3 separate regions of the Zea mays genome follow, and all the other regions are linked to region 1. Evidence: chromatin contacts called from public Hi-C and HiChIP or PLAC-seq data. All regions are on one chromosome and are shown on one strand. The core of a region is the stretch at or near the end of the contact, and the rest is flanking DNA. Distances in the headings are between cores, read along the strand shown.

What was found. Hi-C and Micro-C count contacts between places; a contact is called where the count stands out from the background. HiChIP or PLAC-seq counts read pairs in DNA pulled down with a chosen protein or histone mark.
Region 2: a contact with region 1 is called in a Hi-C map of leaf, with 5 times the contacts expected there. The contact joins the promoter of LOC100280392 here to the enhancer-like site in region 1. A contact is called at or near these places in 8 of 25 Hi-C or Micro-C datasets (ear, endosperm, leaf and 1 more).
Region 3: an H3K4me3 HiChIP or PLAC-seq map of leaf shows a contact between it and region 1, with 4 times the contacts expected there. The contact joins the promoter of LOC109943509 here to the enhancer-like site in region 1. A contact is called at or near these places in 13 of 25 Hi-C or Micro-C datasets (bundle sheath, ear, endosperm and 4 more) and 1 of 3 datasets of contacts at active chromatin or transcription factors (leaf).

What each region holds. Positions count from the first base shown.
Region 1 is chr1:229,126,394-229,131,250 of Zm-B73-REFERENCE-NAM-5.0, forward strand. It overlaps LOC103643369 (a long non-coding RNA gene), which reads right to left. Exons shown (of 6, transcript NR_163820.2): 5 at 3,166-4,730; 6 at 2,688-3,034. Among protein-coding and RNA genes, the nearest start is that of LOC103643369, 7.3 kb to the right of the region's middle. Within about 2 kb of position 2,903, at least 18 of the 20 cell types and tissues checked have an H3K27ac peak or open chromatin away from gene starts, as enhancers often do. A contact at or near this core is called in bundle sheath, endosperm, leaf and 2 more, where this site is marked.
Region 2 is chr1:229,194,987-229,199,843 of Zm-B73-REFERENCE-NAM-5.0, forward strand. LOC100280392 (Electron transfer flavoprotein-ubiquinone oxidoreductase mitochondrial) reads right to left here and starts at 2,963. Exons shown (of 18, transcript NM_001153316.1): 1 at 2,785-2,963; 2 at 2,612-2,688; 3 at 1,520-1,626; 4 at 1,347-1,428; 5 at 1,167-1,275; 6 at 895-962; 7 at 735-809; 8 at 180-296. The coding sequence starts at 1,406.
Region 3 is chr1:229,062,591-229,067,447 of Zm-B73-REFERENCE-NAM-5.0, forward strand. LOC109943509 (trihelix transcription factor GTL1) reads left to right here and starts at 2,234. Exons shown (of 3, transcript XM_020546729.3): 1 at 2,234-3,300; 2 at 4,018-4,857. The coding sequence starts at 2,894.

The DNA of each region.
Region 1 (4,857 bases), core at 1,653-4,152:
AGATGGAGATGGAGGCGAGGATGACGGCGAAGCGGGAGACGGAGTGGCTGGCTCGCTTGGTAGATCAGCAGAGGATGGCAGAGATGTTCCAGTACATGCAGAGCCTTAGCGCCGCACAGGATTTTGCTCCACCACCTCTGTTGTTCCCTCCAGCTGACCCTACTCAGTTCCATACCCCTGTGAGTATCAAAATTCTAGTCCCGCATGATATATATTCATCTGGTATAACACATACAATCTCTTCTCTGTGCAGGGACAATCTGCGGCATCCAACAACCCTCATGGATCGTCCAGCTCATCACCGAACTAGTCTAGCCACCCACCTCGCTGATGTTCTACTAAACTTAGTTGTGAGACATGTTTATGCCATATATTGGATGTTTGTGGACTTATTTATGTGAGTACTTGTTAGTGTTGTAAACTATTTTGTGGTACTTGTGACTTTGTGATCTTTGTGAAGAAATATGTGATCTTTGTGAGCTATGTCGTGTGTTTGATGTATGTGATGATTTTATGATATCTGTGATGTATATGTGATATATCTTTTTTTGTTTGGATGTAATAACAAAAACAAAGAAAAAAGGATATGCTGGTCACTTTGCCGAGTGTCAAGGCCATAACACTCGACAAAGAAGACACACCTAGGAACCGGTAAAGCTTATTTACCGAGTGTTGTGGCCTTGACACTCGGCAAAGAAGCAACCTTTGCTGAGTGCCTCCTAACGCACTCAGCAAAAGGAACTGGCAAAGGGACACACTTGTGCTCCCCGTTGCCAAGAGCTAGGCCACCTGACACTTGGCAAAGACGGAGCCTTTGTCGAGTGCCTCCTAACACACTCGGCAAAGGTACTGGCAAAGGGGCCCATGGGGAGCTTCTTTTCCGAGTGCCAGTACAATAGACACTCGATAAAAAGTGAGCCTTTGCCGAGTGTCACGGTGACACTCAGCAAAGTCTCTGTCGCCGTCACCGGGCGCCCGTGACGGTGACTTTTCTTTGCCGAGAGCCAGGTGACACTCGGCAAAGTCTTTATCAAGTGCCCGACAAAAAGCAATCGGCAAAGCATAAAAAACACTCAGCGAAGTCTTTGCCGAGTGTAACACTCGGCAAAGACTATTCAGTGCATCGACACTTACCATCTCTCGGCGCACACTGTGGGTGACACCATCACTGTTGGCGGGAGGAGGCAACATTTGCCACAAGAATCTCCTCGCTGCCATCTCGATTGGTCGACAAATGAGTTCTTCATTTTGCTTATTACCTTCTCGATCTCATGATTCCTGTCTAACTTCTCAATGTAGGTAATGGCGTGTGTTCTTGTCTAGTGGTTTGGTCAATGCTTGAGAGAGGGCGAAATAACCATTGTAGTTCAAAGCATTATTGAAAACTGTATGCCGTAATAGAATGGAACATAAATGTATTGAATTATTTTGTTTGTCAAAATATAGGAGATCGAGCCCCATTCTATTGTTCTAAAGCTTGTTTATTCATACAAAACTTTACTTCACATTGTCCAATTATTATGATAGATTAATGCATGGCATATGTATTATATGTCACAGTTTTGATTTTCTAGGTGCAACTAATAATTGAGCAAATCAAATACTCGATAATATATATACCTATACCACTATATAATATGCACCAGTTTAAACTTTGCAAAATCCACGTAACTAAATCGCCCAACACTCATAACCTCTACTAAATCCACCAAACAAATTGCGCACAGGCTTAACACACTGTCAAAACCAACGGTTCAGATCATTAAATAACCTCTTCTCCTTTACTCAAATCTAATAGACAATATTATTTGGATCATTCATCATTCCTCTCCCAATACGACCCCTTGACCACCTCCCCTCTCTAGCGCCGCCTCTCTAGCGCCGCCGCCACATAACATCTCTCCTTCTCCCTATTCTAAAATCGTAGCATTAGCACAAGATAAAAGATATATGTTAGTATTAGTAGCTTTATAAACACTAGGCACGCACGCATGCATATCAGCAGATGCATGTCGGCGCGGAGCTAACCACGCCTGAAAGAGTAGGGTACGAGCAATGTGCGGAGGCATCATGCGTCCTAGGGTGACAAACCGGTAAAAAGGAAAAGGGCATCGTCCCTTGTGCAAGAAAAAGGTGATGTTAAAATGATTGGGTCGCGACGCAAGGCAAATGATAAGATCGGATCAAAGCGAGAGCTAGCGTGGGAGGCTGTACAAGTGTGCGAGACTGAATTTCTTAATGGCTCTTGCGTTACGCCGCCTGACAGCGACACGACACCATGATGTGCCAGTTTCTTTTCATCTGCTATGGTATGTGTTTATATATACATATATGTTAACTCGAACACTACACTGACACACGGCATATATATATATATATATGTAAACATTTGTAAAGTTGCGGCTTTTCCACTGCAGCACAGCACGGCTGCTGGATGCAGCGGAAGAGCAAAAATAAAGGAGCCGCCTGGGCCGGTGCAGGCGTGGAGAAAGAAGAGAGCTTCCTCCTCCGATACCGGGAGCGGGCGCTTTGCTGCTTGTCGTGTTCTGTGGTGTCAGCGTCACGCAATGACACAAATAAAGCCGCATGCTGTTGATGAGGCTGAGATTACTTGTGCGTGCGTGCGTGCATGGCAGCATCAGAAAACGCACCGCACCGGCCAGGAATTTTACCAAGAGAAGGCAGATGCGCTCGAGCTAGCCAAACATTAATTTTTACACTTCCGCTAACTACACCCTTCAGACTCTAAGCTCTAACAGCAATCAGTAGCGATTTCGACTCTTCAGACACCAATGTCACGTCATAATATAATTTAAAACAACACATCTTTACACACCTGACCGGAGAGGATAGCGACTATGCATGGTCCACCATCGCATGCAGGTCGCAGCACACCTACTGCGTGCCGGTGAGACACGGTGATCGATGATGGTCCAGCTAAACACGTATGGTCCCGTGTGTTGCTGGAGAGTGGAGACCATCTAAGCATGTATGTATCTTTTTTTTTCCCTTCGTGGCTTTGTCCTCTTCAAGCCTGCAAGTAACTAATCAAGTCTAGTAGAAAGAACCGTCCATGATTGCAAGATGAAATCGCAAATCTAGCATAGCTTGTGGCTTGTGCCGCTGGACCACGCACCATGGTTAGCCACCACAAGCCTCTCGTACCTCCGATACCGAATCACATGCCGAGACGTGACTCCTAAGCTCGCCGAATAATTAGAGCTTGCCCCTGAAGGAACTGATGAATACCTTCCCAGTTCTCTCTCTCTCTCTCTCTCTCTCTCTCTCTCTCTCTCTCTCTCTCTCTCTCTCTCTCTCTCTCTCTCTCTGGCCCTTCATCTTCCCCTTCACCAAAGGGAGAAGTTAATCACAGATTAAGTTGGCGTTATTAGAGGAAAGGAAGCTTCTTTCCCGGAAGAAAACGACAGCACTGCACTGGCTTTGCGCTGTGTGCCTGGGAGGACCATTTCTGCCGCAGCAAACCTCCAAGATTGTTCTTGTCCAAGGTCGGGAGCTGTCATTGGCTCGACATGTTAAGCTTTGCCAACTGTTGGGCCCCTCCATAATCCCTGCCCTTGTGCGGTTGTACAAAGCTACTATATGCTGCACTACAACGACCTTTTGAATCAGCACCTATCCAGCAAGTGAAGCTAGGACCAACTGTTGACAACAATGCTTCAACGCCCCACAATCAAAGTGAGCCAGCCAATTTGGCTGGCCCTGCTGTGTCTGTGTGGGAGTTGTACGCCCGATGATACAGGTCTCCTGATGCCATCAGAACATATGTAGTAGTTGTTTACACTGCAATATCTGGCACCACTAACCAGGATGGCAGTGGTTACAGCACAACCATACCAATCTGACATAGAAATGTTGATGTACATCACCCAGCATTTTCCAGAAAGGTGAGCAAATTGCAGAGCTGACCATTGGCGTGGGAACTAAACAGACACTGACGCACAACTGCACAGGTATATTTGAGCTGGACCAAAGCAATTCACCAAACTCAAACATCGGCTTTAATCTCCAAGTGGTTGCTGTATTTGACACCTCTGAAGTTTCAAACGACTCACAAAATTTGGCCGTAGCCAAATGAGGATATCCTGCCCATGTGACCATCAGATCTGAGCAGTGACCTCCCTTCTGGTTGGGTTAAAACGCCATTCTTCAATGCTATCATGGTTTTACTGCAAAGGTTCCCCATGGTTTCACAAAAGGTACCATCACCTAAAGCACACACTTGAGTGAGACTGTCCTTACAGACCAAACACAAAGCGACCAAAATGTCACAGTGCCAGTCAGAAGTCCAGTTCACCTGAATATGCTGCTTAGTTACTGGTGCACTACTCTGGAAGACAGTCATGCATGCTTAATGATTCAGTGAGCAAACCAAACCCGCAGGGCATTAGAACTCTTCCAGATAATATCCATTTTGTTTGACCCGTCCAGATACTTTAAGCAATAGGTAACAGCCACTGGTATCATGTTCTCCAAGCCCAAAGCACACAAATCCTCCCAGTGCAACTCCAAACTGAGTTCAAATAGGAAACGATAATAGAACGGCAAGTTTTCCAAATACTTGAAACTCAGTTGAGTACAAGGTAGCTTTTGAGGAATCAGTTTGATTCCCCTTTTCAAAAAGCCAAACTCAACAAAAGTATCACATCTCAGGAGAATGGATTCTCTTCCGCTCAGCCATGACGATGACTGCCAATCAGAGCGAGCATGATCTGCAGAAGTCAAATGGGAAAAAAAAGAGGAAATTGTAAAGCTTCCATTTCTTTTGGTTGCTAATATAGGCAGGAAAAGGGTAGGAGATGAAAGTGGAAGTGGCGAATTATGAATTGTTGGCAGTTA
Region 2 (4,857 bases), core at 1,713-4,212, 69 kb after region 1:
GCAACCTACAATCTACAATCTGATATTTAATTGTTCAAAAAAAAACAATCTGATATTTAGTGTGCTTTCTCCTTTATCAGAAAAACAAAACCCAAGGATAGATACTACATATTCATTTATGTGGCAGAGCTCATACAAAATACTTGAATACCCATTTGCATCTCTAACAGAACAGTTACCTGTCTATCATCAAGGTGGTACAGGAATGATCCTCCATATGTTTTAGTATCCAAAGGCCATCCAACAGTATGAATAACAGAACCTGGATTGTGCTTTCCTTCTTCAATCTCCCAAACCTAGAACAGAATGCACTTAGTATATGAGTGGCATTAATAACTCATCTTGAAGTAGTTATGAGAAAAGGTTTAAGGTGCAGAAGTTTATAAAGAGAAAGCTAACAAGCCACCGTTCAATAAACTGAAATACAAAGGGAATAGTTCAGAATTAAAAAATATATATATAAAGGGCATGGTGAGATTCCTCAGAAAAATTGGCAAGCAAAAACAAACAAAAAATTGTAAAACAACAGAAATGTAGATAATCAAAACAATATTAACACAACAGACCTACAGCATATATGGCTTATTGTCCATTTGTCCGTATAATGATGTAGATGAATTGACATAATTCAGGAACACAATCTTGTGTTTTTATTGGGGATATAAGGTTGCTTCCATCAAAAATGAGAATAAGCCACTTGGAAACCAGAAGTGGTACAACGGATATCAAAATACCTCCTTAATTCCAAGAGCATATGTCTGATGTTGCCCTTGCCCTCTCTCTCTGAGCTTGTGATTTCTTATTATTTTCTGAAATATGATTATCCTTAGCATCAAACTGTAATAATAATAATAAACTGTAACAAAAAATGAAACTAGCACTCCACATGCTGACCTCTGATAACGAACCGCGGCAACCCTCAGCAAGCAGTGTTATTCGCCCTGTATTTTCAAAGTCGCTGGCTATAAGAATAGAATAGAACCACGAATGGAACACACAGAAAGGAAAAGCAAGTTATCAATTCATAAAAATATAAAATAAGTGTGGGTATTGGACTATTGGTTGTATGCTCAAATTCCAACAAGGAAAAACATCACTGACAAATTGTGTGCATTCGATATTTTAGCACACATATCTCTGGTATATAAGGAGCAAAGTTTACTTGCCTCTTAGTTCTACACCAGGTTGAAAAGTTTCCCTTTTGGTACCATCCTTAGCAATACCAACATCATTGGTTGCGACTCCTGTAACTATTTGATTTTCATCATAAAGTATCTGTTAGAGAAGAATTCAGAGAGATATTAGTCCTTCCACATAAGGGTTTCTAAAATGAATACTGATGATACCTCACTAGCAGCAAAACCTGGATACACTTCAACACCCAACTCTTCAGCTTTTGTGGCCATCCAACGCACCAATTGGCTCAAGCTGGACACAATTAATTTTTCAGCAAAGCCTGACCCTCTAGAACATGAGGAATGTCGACTTCCAGAAGATGAACACAGCAAAATGTTGGCACCTGATCACGTAGTTTCCTTTGTTGTCAAATGGAGATGGTAGTGTCCAAGCTTGGTTCTTCGTTAACAGCCAGAACTTGTCAGATGAAACAGGAACTCTGATTGGAGACTGTCAAACACAACATAACCACATTACAAAAAATAGCTCATTACATGGTTTCCGATCTGCATTCCTGACAAGAAAATGATTAAAGTAACACGCATACAGCAAGACAAATGTATTCAACAAAATGTACTCCATTGTGCGATCCAAATTCTCATAAGGTTTGGATTTCTAATAAAAATCGAAAGTACAGTCATAGAGACTAGTAACTGGAATTGTTGTATACCTGAATTGAAACTAAATAAAAATAGTCACGGTCAGTTGAATGAATCTAAGTCAAATGTGAAGTGAATGAACCACAAGCTCACAGAGGCACATGTAATGCTTGGTTTGTATATGCAGGAGAAATTATTCTAAGGGGGTGTTTGAATGTACTAGAGCCAATAATTAGTTGGCTAAAAATTGCTAGTGAAATTAGCTAGCTAACTATTAACTAATTTACTAAAAATAGCTAATAATTGAACTATTAGCTAGGATGTTTGGGTGTCTCCAGCTTATTTTAGTCACTAAGTATTAGGGGCCCCTTTGGTAGGGCTTATTTTTCAGCTTCGGCTCTGGCTCATGCAAAAGTTGTGTCAAACACCTCTTTTTCAAATGGCTTCACCAGTGAAGTGCTTTTCCAAAATGAACTAGAGGGCATGAGCCAAAAAAAGTGGCTCACCCGGCTTCAGCTCACGTCATTTTTGCACAATAGCCCTCCCACCAGTCCAAATTATTATTTTTTGGTCCTGCCCTCAATCCCTAGCCACGTACAGAAGAGATATACATATACAAGGGTCTTTCTGAAAAACAACCTATAAGCCGTTTTGCCAAATGATTTTTTAGAATAGCTTTGGCTCATTTAAAGAAGTGGTTTCACATCGTGAGCCAGAGCCAAAGCTGTTTTTGGAGAAGCCAGAGCCCTGCCAAAGGGCCCTAGCTCTAATGCATTCAAACACCCCTAGGTAAATAAACTCGTCACAGTTCAGAATCAGAAGACAGAAATGCGTACATCCTCTTGCCTCCACTTGGGAATGAGCTCGTCCAAGGCTCGGGGCTCAAACACATTCCCCGACAGCACATGAGCACCTGCAGCGCAACCAGAAATTTGGCCAAATCAGATGACGGAGAGCACATAGCTGCTCCTGAAGAAATGAAGGGAAGCGTGTTATGCGAGGCGCGCACCGACTTCGGAGCCCTTCTCCAGGACGCATACGGAGAGGTCGGTGTCAGCAGCGCGGCAGAGCTGCTTCAGCCGGATCGCCGCGGCGAGCCCCGCGGGCCCTGCGCCCACGATCACCACGTCGTAGCTCAGCGCCTCCCGCCCGCTGCAGAGCCACCTAGTGGCGCCCCAGCCAGGAGCCAGGGGTCCGCGGGGAGGAGGGGGTGATGCCCTCGCCGCCGACGACGACAGCGCTCGCCTTGTCGCAGCCGCGGCTATCCGGATGGCTCGTTGCATTGCTCTCTCCTGCTCGGGAGCCCAAGGTATTCTGGGATTTTTGGAGAAGGAGGGGTCTGGCCATCCGAAGAAGGCCGGGAAGACACGGGAGTATGGGGCAGGGCCGCAGGGGAATGGCAGTTTGTTGAGTTTTTTTTTTCGAAGATTAGATGAGATCGCTGAGGTGGACCGACCATCGGCGTGGCCGCGTGGGGTGTGTTTGGTCCTCACTGAAGCGTAGTCGTTATTGTTACCCTTTGCTACTAGTGTAGTCTAAAGGCTTCTTGATTAGAAATAGAATCAGAAACACAGGAGACACAAATATATAAGAGAAACTGTTATTCTGAGTCATGTATTTAGCTCACTGGTTACAATAAATAGTGGTGTCCTCCTCTATATATATATAGTATAAAGTTAGGATTTCGGCTAGCTAGGTCACATAGGCCTTTGGGACCCAAACTGGTTTCTTAACACTCCCTCTTGGCCCTTGTTGGGACTTATTCTCAAATGCTATAAATTAAGAACAAGGCAACACAAAGAATAGATTAAAGGTTAACGTTTTTCGTCCTTCGAAGCATTATTTCCCTTAGGATATAACGATCTTCGGACGAAGGTTATGAAGGACATACCTTCATAAATATGACATGTATAAATAGAGGATGAAGCTTATGAAACATAGGAAAACAACATAAACAATTATATGACATCATAATATAAGTATCTATTATTAAATAATCATGAGTACATGAGAGCAATATCAAATTACATTTGTACCTTGAGCTTGACAGAAGGCAAAGGTAAAAGTAAGATGCGAAAGTGTGAACAGTACGGGGTACTGTTCACATATTTATAGACACAGGGCGCAGCCTGTGTGAATTTACATTCATGTCCTCTACAAATGATTACAATCATAACACAGGTTATCATGGGCCGATTGGTCATTTCATCTTTAAGTCGGTGCATCTAGAAGTACGCTACGAAGCTCCCTAATTGGTAGCTTCGGCATTGTTCCTGTTCTGGCCTTCCGAAGGTGTTTCTTCTCATAGGACCTTTGGCGACGAAGCAGACCCCCAACAGTAGCCCCTTCACGGTGCCAGATCGTTTTTCGTAACGAGCTCGACCCGTGAAAAATTCTTTTAGGCTTCGGAATGCCGAAAGTCCGAAAAACACCTTCCCTGAGCTCATTGTCGAGAAACGATTTAAATATTTCGAGTGTGAGGTGGTCCCACCATAGGACGGGTACACACGATCTGGTGATTCTCCTCGCGCCCTGCGGTCCACCGTTCAGTGAATGCGAGCGACTGTTCGGCGGGTGCAGGTGGCTTGATGATTCACCTTCCCACATGTAGCACTATATAAACAGACGGGTAGGTGTGAAGTTACCACAACATTCATTACTATCGTACTGTTGTGCTGCTGAAAAATTTGACCATAGCCGAAGCTTATTCTTCGTATTCTCAATTAGAGCATCGTCTTGTTTTTTAGCTTCGTCATAAGAGGGAGCTTCAGCAAAATCAAAAAGTAATCAACTTCGTCAAAACCGCAAGAAATTTAGCATCAAATGGCTAGGGTGCGTTCAACTGCTAGAGTCACACGCGACGGGGAGGAGGTCGAAGCTGCCGAGACAGCCCCAATCTCCGAAGTAATGAGACAATCAGGCCTGGTTGTGTCAGAGGGTGCTTCTGACGAAGGTGCACCTGTTGCCGAAGCCGAGCAGGCTGACATTGAAGAAGGTGAGGCTGATGAATAAGAGATAGATTATTCCGTCATGCCATCTAAACCCAGCCACCTGGAATTTGGAAAGTCTACTGTCTTCGAGT
Region 3 (4,857 bases), core at 984-3,483, 64 kb before region 1:
ATGTCATTGGATAGAATATGGTGTGACCAATAATGTACAAACAAGTTAAACATTTACTGGTATCTAAGTGTTGCACATTGTCGCAATTCAACACATCGGAAAAACATATGGTTGGAGTTAGAGGTGGGATTAAAAGTACATATATGAAATTCATCATTTGACGAAAGATACAGACAAATCTAAAAGCATTGAGGTAGATATAGACAATTGAGGATTAAATATAGTGATGTATATACGACAATCAATTTTTTGGGTTCATGTTAAACCAGAATACTCCTACAATTAAAGTCAGTAGCCAAATAAAATATGCAATACATGCACTGACAAAATATTGAATACGCTCGAGAAATTTGACAGCTTAAAGATACGGAGATATCTATGAGATATCTATGATTAATCGATATTGCAATTCAAATGCTTGGCGAAGATACGCCGAATCCCCAATACATCCATGGAAAAAGATATGAAAATTGATAGCTTAAAGATACAGTGATATCTACAACTCATGAGCATCTCAATTCGACATGGTCGACAAAGATATTCTGCTCTAGATACTAAATGTGTGATACAAGATATAATAATAATAATAATAATAATAATAATAATAATAATAACAACAATAACAATAACAATAACAATAATAATAATAACAACAACAACAACAACAACAATAATAATAATAATAGGGTCATAGAAAAAATATGCAATTAACCCACAAATGCTAATGTAGATAGAGAAAAATGATCTGTACAAGGCAAGACCTTTGCCTATTCTAGTACCTGTATCGAGTGACCATAGCGGTGTCCCAATGCACCTCAAAGCCCCCCTGTTCTGAATTTTAGAACCATGTGAAATGAAGGCCAACACTAACTTAAGCGGGGAATGATATAATTGGGGTGGTTAACTTAATTAATCATCCAGATTTTTATGCCTAATCATTGAAAAGGGCCACATGAGCATTTATTATTACCTGGAAAGTGAGGGATTAACCACAACATGCCAATGCATGGCCATTTTTATACTCCCCTGCTCCACTTTGGCACGCATCTAGCCCCACGCTTTGCACATGACTCATGGGCCCGGTGGATGCTTTGGTCCCACAAGCCAGTGGCGTTATCCTTCACGTCACTTTGGTGGGGTGGATTTGGGGTGTGGGGGGATTGGGGGTCCGCGTTAATCGCCGTGCACGTTCTGCACCTCTTTCGCTCTCCGGGAGGGCCCACATTACAGCTGTTATAATGTGGTCTTGTCTGCCTCATCACAGCCCTATACTGCCTTTATAGTATCTGTTTTGTTTTCTTTCTACTCTAACTAGTTTTGTTTTGTATGTATAATTGTTAAAGTTTATTTGCTATTTTATCTCATCTGTGGATTTTCGTCTACAAAATGAACCTTGGGTCAAGGTAATTTGTTTTGATGCCCCCCTGATTGCTCTAACGGGGCGTTTGGATCCCTTCATTTTAAAGGAATTGGAATTCACTCAATAAAGTAACTTATTTAGTTTCGAATTTGGCATTCCACCACTTTCCAAAGTTCAGATATAAGCCTATCTAAAATTCATAGGGTGGAGGATAGGAAATGATTTTATGCATGATTAGAATTTGTTTCTAATCTGTAACTTACATGACACTCTTCGTTCTACTCCTCTATAATAAAAATGTAGCACATAAATATCTAGGACATCTTGCTAATAATAGTATACAAATATATTTTGTATAAAAATGAATTAGCTTAATTGATATATGCATAAATTACTATTATTAGAATGGAATTCAATTCCAGTGATCCAAACGGGGCGTAATAGTCGTTGCACCTTAGGTTAGTTGCCACCACATAGAGCAGCTAGTTAGTATTATATTCTTTGTAAATATGCATAACTTTTATTGTATATTTACCGGATGTTATTATACGTATAGTTACCATGGGCACAAGATAACATCCAAAAATTACTGTATTTCAAGCCCAGTAATAATCTTATGCATAACAAATGACTACCGCGTATTAGTATGTAGCAAAATAACTAAGATGATCACAGAATCCAACATATTCCTTCATGGGGATTGAGGTAGGGGAGTTCTGTAGAGAGGGTATTTGTGCCCCTCTCCCTTTTATTACAAGCCTCCCCCATCTCTCTCACCCCTTTCTCACTCATCCCACAGTTTCCAGCACTCCCTCCCTGTCTCTCCTGCCTCACATGCTTCTCTCTCTACCATTTTTTGCCCCACACTCCTCTCCCTCTCTCCTCTGTCCTTTTGGTTTTTTACTAATAAGTTGTATTAGGCAGGGAGGTAAAGCCCCCCTGACAGCGCAGCATCTTGTTTGTTTTATCTCCCACATCATCCCTCTCATCATCTTCTGCACACCTCTCCATCTTTCTATCTCTCTCCTGCAGCAGTACTCAACATTTCTCAACTTTCATCTTCTCTCTCCTTCACCCTACATACCCCCATCGTCTTCCTTACCCTCATCACAGATATCATATTCTCCTCATCTTTCTCTCTCCCATCCTCCCTATTATTTATTGGAGGCTACTTATTGATGGTATCTTAATTATTTTTCCTCTCATCTTCCTCCTCTTGAAGGAGTACATTTTATTTTTGCCAGCGTTCCTGTAGTACTATTAGTGCTTCCTCCCCCTTCTTCTTCTCTGGCTACTTCCTTCTTCTGCATCTCTTTCCCTTCCCCCCCCCCCCCCCCCCCCCCCCTCTCTGGCCTCCTTCCCTTCTCCATACTCTTATCCCTCTGAGGTCCGTCTCTCCTCTTCCCAGTTGTCCTTGCCTCCCACCTTTTTCACCTACCCCTCATGTACTGATCGTCTCACGACCTCCATTCCCCCGTGGTAACACCGGGCGACGTGCACAAGTGCGCGTGTGCGGGAGCAGGTGCTGTTAGCATGCAACAGCAGCAGCACGGGGGAGGAGGCGGCGGGGCAAGCGGTGGAGGCCCAGCGCAGCAGTTCGGCGCACAGCAGGTGGAGATGCCGCCGCCATTCTCGCCGGCCGGCGGCGCCGGGCAGCGGATCTCGCTGGCGGAGGCGCCGTCGCCCATCAGCAGCCGGCCGCCGGCATCGACGCCGGCGAAGCAGTACGACGAGCTCGGCGCGTCCGGCGCCGGCGCCGTGGGCTTCGACGCCGAGGGCCTGGCCGCCGCAGCAGCTGGCGAGGAGGGCGCCAGCGGCGGCTCGGCGGGCAACCGGTGGCCGCGGCAGGAGACGCTGGAGCTGCTCAAGATCCGGTCCGACATGGACGCCGCCTTCCGGGACGCCACCCTCAAGGGTCCCCTCTGGGAGCAGGTCTCCAGGTACGTAACTAGCTAGCTGAATCGCTCGCCACGCCGTACGTCGTCCCGGCGCGCCTCCGCAACGGAATTCTCGTCGGCGGGATGCTGCATGAAATCTCGTCGGCCTTCCGGGACCGGCCCCTGGCGCCGATTTGGTTAGCAGGCCCAGTTAATTAACTACTACTTACCCGGCTAAAGAACACTTCTTTTGTGCTTTTTTCCTTACCCATCCTTCACGAGAACAGTGGCTTTTTCCATTTTAAAATAGCTCGATATCGCTCTCCTTCCCCACTTTTCCAGAAAAAGAAATCCGCTCTGGTGTTTTACCAATCTCTTCGTCTCTCCGATAGGCAGCACTAGACACGAGCAGCAATATTGTTCAGATCCAAAGGCATCGATCCCAAACTTTATCTATTTGGCCTCTGAATTTCTCGCAAAAAAATGGGAATTTTTATTCGCAGTTTCTTCCTCCTATGTGCTATGCATTCTTCTTGGGATTTACCACTGCTAGTGCTGCATGCATGGGTGTATGTGTGCATATGCCTTTCTTTATCTTTTTCCATGGGTACCCAAATCGAGTAAAATTCTACTACATGCATGCAACTTTCATGTGAGGGCTACAGTTGTTGCGTGTATGGTTGAAATTTGTGGTGGTTGGTGGCGGCGGGACGCCATTGATAAGGCAATTAAGCTTCTTGTTTTTGTTGCTAAAATGTTGATCGATGCGGTGGTTGGCAGGAAGCTGGCTGAGAAGGGGTACAACCGCAGCGCCAAGAAGTGTAAGGAGAAGTTCGAGAACGTGCACAAGTACTACAAGCGCACCAAGGAGAGCCGAGCCGGCCGGAACGACGGCAAGACGTATCGATTCTTCACGCAGCTGGAGGCCCTGCACGGCACCGGGGCGGCTCCCGCGTCGGTGGCGGCGTCGCAGGTGCCCCCTGCGATCTCTGGCGGGGTGTCCGGGGCAGCGGGGCCGTTAGCCGTGCGCTTGCCTGCCGAGCCACCGCCTGCGGTGTCGGGCGGCGTGGGGATGCCGATGACGACCGTGGGCTACCCGAGCTTCTCGACGTCCAACACGGAGGACTACACGGACGAGGACGACTCCGACGACGAGGGCACAGAGGAGCTGGTGGGTGGCGGCGGGGACGAGCGCGGGAAGAGGAAGAGGGTGTCAGAGGGCGGCGCCTCGGTCGCCGGCGGAGGCAGCGGGAAGATGATGAGGTTCTTCGAAGGCCTGATGAAGCAGGTGATGGAGCGGCAGGAGGCGATGCAACAGAGGTTCTTGGAGGCCATCGAGAAGCGTGAGCAGGACCGCATGATCCGCGAGGAGGCGTGGCGGCGGCAGGAGATGACCCGCCTCGCGCGCGAGCAGGAGATCCTGGCGCAGGAGCGCGCCATGGCCGCCTCACGCGACGCTGCCGTCCTCTCCTTCATACAGAAGATCACCGGACAGACCATCCCGATGCCGTCCATCGCCGCGCCCACCATAAACGCCATGCCACCGCCGCCGCATCCGAAGCCGCCGCCGCCTCAGCCGCACCCCACACCCATTGCCTCCGCCTCGCCAGCCCCGCCGCC